2 separate regions of the Arachis hypogaea genome follow, and region 2 is linked to region 1. Evidence: chromatin contacts called from public Hi-C data. All regions are on one chromosome and are shown on one strand. Each heading gives the region's core, a stretch centred on a gene start, on an enhancer-like site or on the middle of the called end of the contact. The rest is flanking DNA. Distances are from core to core; before and after follow the strand shown.

Region 1 (3,393 bases), core at 827-3,326:
AACTTCAAATATGGTGGCTTGATGCGGCTGATTGTGCTGATTTTAGGTCAGGATCCAAAGAACTCAAGGTACTCATCAGTCCTCCTTGTTGTTCTTGTTGCTCTCTATGTGTTTGTGAAAATGCATGTGTTGTTTCACGAGTGTTGATGTTTCTTACCATTTCTCTAACTTCAAGAAAATTTGATGAAGTACTCATATGCATAGCTTGTTTTGTAGAGGTTCTTATATCTGGGAGTGTTGCTTCCGTGTGTATGCTGATTTGTTATTGTTTTTGTTCGATGATATTTTGGTTTGTAATGTGAGTCTTTAGTAATGTTGGAACTTATATAGTTATATAATTTTGAGATTTGCTTCATGTTTTTATGAAATATGATCCAGAATCATGTATGTCTATTTGAAACTATGAATACAAGCCTTTCTAAAAGTAAGTGATTCTGACTCCAAGTTCTGTTACATTGAACATTAATCAAAATAAGCCCCTAAACAATAATGATATATTTGAGTGATTTCATTTTAAAGTGTCAGAGTATAATTATAGTTATACTTTATTTTAAAGTGATTTAATGCAGTCATCTAATTTGGAGCTACTTCAAAGTTATCAAGAGTAGTAGTACATATAAGACGTTTTTATTTTCCTTCTATTTTTCAATGCTACTTCATTAATCATAATAGTATTTTCCAATCCTACTTGATTTATTCTTTCTAAAGTTTCATTCTTTTAGCATAGTTACAATAAGTTATTGTTTGATTATTATGATAAATAACTCGTTTTACATTTCACTGTGCAGTTCTTGAGTTATCCTATACTTTGTGATATTCTCATTGAGGAAGACCAGAATGTTTGGCAAATGGCGTGAACCTTATTTAACATTTTAAATGGAAATCCAGTTCCTCAAAAATGATCTTATTTTGATCATGGTGAATATTATCATCTTTGCAAACTAATTGCTCTTAGTAGTTGACCCTTGACATTCATTTCAGTTGGATTTGAAGGATGCTGAGAAGCTTGTTGACCTGCAAAGTAAAAAATCCATACATTTTAAAGGCCAATTCACTTTTTCTGGTAAGAGTTTCATGAATTGGTTGATCTCCCTTATAGAATCAATTGCCTTTAAGTTCTAAGAATTATTGGAGCCTTGTTAAAAGCAAAGCCAACAACAAGACAAAATGGATCATTCTTCATATTATAATTCTTATTTTGTTTTCCCTTTTATAATAGATTTTTGTTTGCCTGATCTATTCTCTATTCTTTCTAAGCTGTATTGTCTTCACTTTTTGTCTATTTTGTGGGTTATGGCTAATTTTGTTCGCTTAATTTCCTTAGGTTATGGGAAGAATAACTGAAGATGGGAACAGAAACAACTTATGTACACTTATATTAGATAGTTCTGATTCATAAGCTTTTATTCAATTCTCTAATTATTTATGGCATAGGATCTATTAATATTCAATAATTAGTTTCATGGTTTGATTAATCATTCAATAATCAAATCTGGTTTTTGTGAATCTACTTCAAGTTTTAGTTTAAATTTCACACTTAATTTAATTCTCGTATAGATGTAATTGAAATTGTAATTATATTTTGCTCTTTGCTTAAGAATTAGAAGCTGCTGAAATCTAATGGCATGATTATTAAGAAGTGAATAAAGTTATAAGTGAAAGCTTTCAGTTTTTTTCCCTTTAGTCCAAAATTTCATATGTGAAATTTGTTCTTGTAGCACTGCCATTACTTCTAGCTTTTAGTTTTTAGATTCATTTATATATATATATATATATATATATATATATATATATATATATATATATATATTAAAGTTTTGTTTCTGATTCAATTTTTCATCTACGTAGCCAATTCATGAAGACAAAAAAAGAGTGACAATTCTTATGGATTTAGGCAGCAAAAATATTAGAAGGTAAGAGAGAAACTTCTGCTCAATCTTACTACTAATATATGTGCCTTCTTTAGTTGTAACATAACAAAAGAACTGCAATTACATTATTTCACAATACACATAATATTATATTTTCAATTCCTTTGAAGCTTTTATATTTAAATTTGTTTTCTATTTGATATACATGCAGGTTCCCTACAATGTAATCCGCGGGCCACTAGCTGATGAGATTCATCAAGAGTTTAGCTCTTGGATTTACCAGGTCAGTGTCCTTTAAAATAATTGTGTTTATTGTCTTTTTTCTTTTTCAATATATAATGGTATATCCTATTATTTTCAAAATACTTAAATGGGTTTGCTTTGTTCATAAGCATGTCCTTTACATCCTATTTATTTGTTTCATTTATTTTTTGAAGGTTATTAGGCTTTACAAAAACAAAGACCATGCTGGTGTTGAATACACTGTGAGTTGCTTTCTTTGTAATAGTGAGAAGCCACTTTTTTCATCAGCTAAAATAGAATATTATGCTGTTAATTGTCTAAGGTTATGAAACAAATAGTTTTATGAAGGTTGGTCCAATTCTAACTGATAATGGAGTTGAAAAAGAGGCGATCACTCAAAAAACAGCAAATATGACTACAAACAAGGATTTTTATACTGATTCTAATGGAAGAGATTTTTTAAAAAGGGTAACTCTGATGCCAATTTTTGTTCGTTTGTAATAAAAATCCTCCAGTTAAAAATGTTCAACATTGAGTTTTTTTACTCAAACTTTTTTACACAGGTTTATGATCACAAGAAAGATTGGCCCTTTCAAGTTACTCAACCTGTGGCAGGAAACTATTATCCAATAAAATTTCTTCACTCTCTTAGGCTTTTAATAGTTTTTGAGCTTCTATGATATTATGGTTAAGTTTGTTAACAATGTTAAACTTTTTTTATAGCTTAATCTTGGAATTTATATTAAAGATTAGAAATCTGAACTCTCTGTCTTAGTTGATCATGCCACTGGTGGAGCGAGCATTATAGATGGAGAGATGGAACTAATGTTTCACAGTATATATAAACATGCTATTTCTTTCAAGTTCAAGATTGTTTTACTGTGAACAGTTACAAACTGCTAATGGTCAATGCTTAATGCTCCAGGTGTATTCTCTAAGATGATGGTAGAGGAGCAGGAGAAGCTCTTGACGAATTAGATTGTGCACAAAATTATGGATGTAAAGATGGAGTAGTGTTGAGAAATAATAGATGTATGGTTGACTAATGACTTAGAAGATATTTATGTAGGATATAATATTTTAGTTTTTTATAGAGTATTAGAGTAAATTCTAAGAGGTCTCATTCTTATTTTGATTTGGCTATGCTTAATTTAATGTGAGATGTATGAATATTCAAAATTAAATTCATTCCAGAACTTTTGGTTCATTATAAATATATTTTGTTTACAGATAATTTTTATTATTTAAAAAAATTATTTAGTATAATTATATTTTTATT
Region 2 (3,597 bases), core at 22-2,521, 320 kb after region 1:
TTAAAAGAAAAAGGAGAGTACCGAAGTACATTCCTGCTGAAATTGAAACTGACAGCATTATGGAGCTCCTGAACCAATAACTACTCTACTAACTGTATTTTCTGTCTCCACCTATTTGGGACAGTTTGACTAGTTTAAACTTGATTTAGAAAATATATAAAATAGCAGTGTGGGTGTGGCATGGTAATACCTCATATTCCCCAATATAATGCAAAAGAAAGGGAAATAAGCTTAAATACCTTTCAGTTACATCAACCCTTTAAGCTGTTTCACCTTCATACAGAACACAAGTGGATCTAATGGTAATTGCTTTTCATTTTTCTAACACTATGATTTTTCGAATTACATTCCAACAAACACCCTAATCTATCTAATCTTTTTTTTTTCCTGGATCAACTAAAGATCTGCAATTAAACCCACTTAAAAAGTATCGAAAGAAACTTAGCTTTACATTTTAAAAACAAAAAATAATGGAAGTTGAGAGTGGAAAAGTGAAGTGGAACTGCGAAGAATACAAGAAGGTAGGCAAATAAATCGGGATCCTTCAGCAGTAACGTAATTGGAATACCAATTAGAAACAGAGAGAAACAATGTTAGCAATTAAGCTTTCATGCAGACAAATAAATAAAGAGAGCGTTCAAAGAAAATGCATGTGTGATCCCAAAACGAAGAGACAAAGGTTCAAGTTGCTAACCTTTCTTTCCCCTTCACCTTAATAGATAGATCTCTCCACTGATCTAAAAGAGAGAGAGAGAGAGAGAGAGAGAGAGGTGAGTGTGGAGCAGCAAGGTGTGTATTTGAGAGCGTAGGAAAGATTGGAGAGCGACAAGGTGAAAAAGGGGAACAGAAGAGGACCTTTGACAGTTGGACTTGATCATTTCATTTAAGACTACACATTCCATCCCTCTTTCGTTAAAATTTCATTATTGTATCCGCCGACAGGGGTCCTAGGTAACTTTTTTTTTCCAACTTCCTTTTTTATTATTATTCTTTTTAAATAATCCCGGAATACATTCTTTCTTTCTTTTTTTTTAAGTTAATCGTTATTCATTTCATTAAATGAATACACTACGTGCATGTTTGGGCGCCATTATTTTGTTAAAAAAAAGATCTTTTTTCAATGAAAAAAGATATTCTTTTATTTTTTAATGTGTTTGGCAAATTTCTAGTAGTAAAAGTAAAAGCACTAGTAAAATCAAAAAAAAGATTTTTTTTGAGAAGCTGTAATTTATATCTTTTTTAAAAAGATATTTATTTCTTAAAAAAAGATATTTTTCATGTAATAAATAAACAAAAAAGTACTTTTATATTGTTATACCCAAACATAATTGATTGATAAAAAGACCTTTTTACATGAGATATCCAAACATAAAATTACTTTTACTTCTCTATAAGATCTTTTAAAAAAAGATAACTCGAAAAAAGATCTTTTCTTAAAAACTCACCCAAACAAGCCCTACTTCCAAATGAATACACTAAACAATCCGAACATTTAGCACTGTATGTGGGATCTTAAACAAGTTGGGAAGCATGGCCGATCACAAAGTCAAAATGAATTAAAAAATTTAACTAATAACCCCAATAAAATAGAAATAAGCCGGGGAAGACGAACATGAAACCGATGTCACTCCTGGCCCAAATGAAGAAGGACATCGAGATTATAGCCCCTGGTTTAGGACGGGGTGATAGGAGGAACATGGAGGGATGATATCACTAAATTAGGAAAAGACTATGTTCATGCAATGCATAAAATACGCTACCGTGTTCAAGAATTGGAATGGTAGCTTGTTGAACAATCTCACTAGTCTAGGTCTAGAAATTGCACTACCTAAGATTGACATCATAGTTAGGAATGGTGAACACCAAACCATGGACGTGGACACTATCAGGAACATGATCATCCATATTCACAATCACCATAATAGAAGGGCTTCTCCTCAACGGGAGGATAAAATTCGAGAGACCGCACAACGGTCCAGAACTGAGTTAAGTTCTACTTAAGATACGAACTCCAGTTAGAAGTGAAAGTTTGAAATGGCACAGGGAACGCCATGAACATGTCATCATAGGGCAATTCCATTCTTTTCTCATGTCCTTCATGTGTGGCTACCGAAAAATTTCGAAAATCCAACTGATATGAAGTACGAAGAGATCTCAGATCCTCAAGAATGAATATATATATATGCCTTTGAGGCGATGATGAATTTGGAAGGAGTGGCAATGCCATACGATGTAAGGGGTTCTTGGTGACCTTATCTAGCTTGGCCATGGCATAGTTTAACTCATTGCCTTCAGGGTTCATTTCCTATTTCTCTGACATTAAGTCAAAATTTCTTGTTCATTTCACTACTAAGAGAACTCAGGCGAAACATTTGATCTTCTTGCTTGGGATAGAACAGAGAGTTGGAAAAAGCCTAAGAGACTACTTTGAACACTTTAATAAGGCTCTGTTAGAGATGAACGCACAAAATCCTAAGGTTGTGTGTTTGTCCTTCATCGCTGGTTTGTTAGAAGGGGATATCAGGTGACACTTGACATCTAAAGACGTGAAGTTTATGGTGAAAATCCATCAAATTGCTCTTAAGTATATGCAGGATGAAGATGTGACTAAAGTGGTGTCCACAAAAAGGAAGAACCCGATGCCATTGTCAAGCAAGACAGGTAGCTCAAGATAAGCTTCAACTCCCAAGTCTACCACACCACGAGTGGAGAAATATTATACATATACCCCTTTATTCTACCACATCACGAGGGGGAAAATTTTATACATATACCCATTTAGTCACTTCTTTGATAGAATTGTACTACTAGCAAGTGTCTTAAAGAGGGATCCGCCCTAAAGCACGATAAATCCGACCTAGAGCTTCCTTAAACAAGTCATATATCTGCAACTATGACAAGTCCTACAGTCATCGCACTAAGGATTGTATTGATTTAAGATATACTCTAGAACAAGCAGTTCGCAATGGAAAAAGCTCCCAGAATTTGTGCAGTATGTAAGGCTATCAAGATGGCATAATGAAGATGATGACCAAGAAACTCGGAAACTTAGGAATACTCGATCTCCAGAGCCTCAGGATGATACGGACCGGGTCATAATAAACATTATAGTTGGAAAAAAAAATCTTGCGAGGTCAAGGAATGTGGTAAAAAAAGAAAATAAATATGATCAACTTGGAAGTGCTTCAAGCAGAGAATTTTCTCAGAATTCGATTCACTGCAAAAGATTTCCAATATGGGACATCGAAAGACGATGAGCCTCTGGCAATCACATCCAAACTAAGAAATGTGATTGTCATGAGGATTTTGATAGACACAGAAGTAGACTCTAATTTGCTCTTCAGAAATGCATTTGGTGCAACACCTAAAGCCTCATCTCCTAAAGGTAGTAGGACTGAGGAATCATATTATTGTACCAGATGGAGTTATTGATCTCTTTCTAATGGTTGGAGAAGATGTTGATGTCCAAGTTGTTCAGGCAGAATTTGTGGTTCTCAAGGACTCAACAACATATAATGTGATCCTTGAAAGAAAAACCATAAATGATCTGTGTGCGTTCATTTGAATGAATTTTTTTGTGATGAAGTTTTTAACAAT

Evidence for each region. Hi-C and Micro-C count contacts between places; a contact is called where the count stands out from the background.
Region 2: a contact with region 1 is called in a Hi-C map of an unstated tissue, with 4 times the contacts expected there. The contact joins the promoter of LOC112720689 here to the promoter of LOC112720686 in region 1. A contact is called at or near these places in 2 of 8 Hi-C or Micro-C datasets (leaf and an unstated tissue).

What each region holds. Positions count from the first base shown.
Region 1 is chr11:36,203,920-36,207,312 of arahy.Tifrunner.gnm2.J5K5, forward strand. LOC112720686 (alpha-mannosidase) reads left to right here and starts at 2,077. Exons shown (of 4, transcript XM_072205961.1): 1 at 2,077-2,154; 2 at 2,309-2,356; 3 at 2,463-2,582; 4 at 2,678-3,348. The coding sequence starts at 2,077. The coding sequence ends at 2,794. LOC140173177 (a long non-coding RNA gene) reads left to right here. Exons shown (of 4, transcript XR_011867486.1): 2 at 1-68; 3 at 789-1,063; 4 at 1,325-1,636.
Region 2 is chr11:36,528,968-36,532,564 of arahy.Tifrunner.gnm2.J5K5, forward strand. It overlaps LOC112720689 (probable methyltransferase PMT14), which reads right to left and starts at 1,272. Exons shown (of 7, transcript XM_025771729.2): 1 at 695-1,272.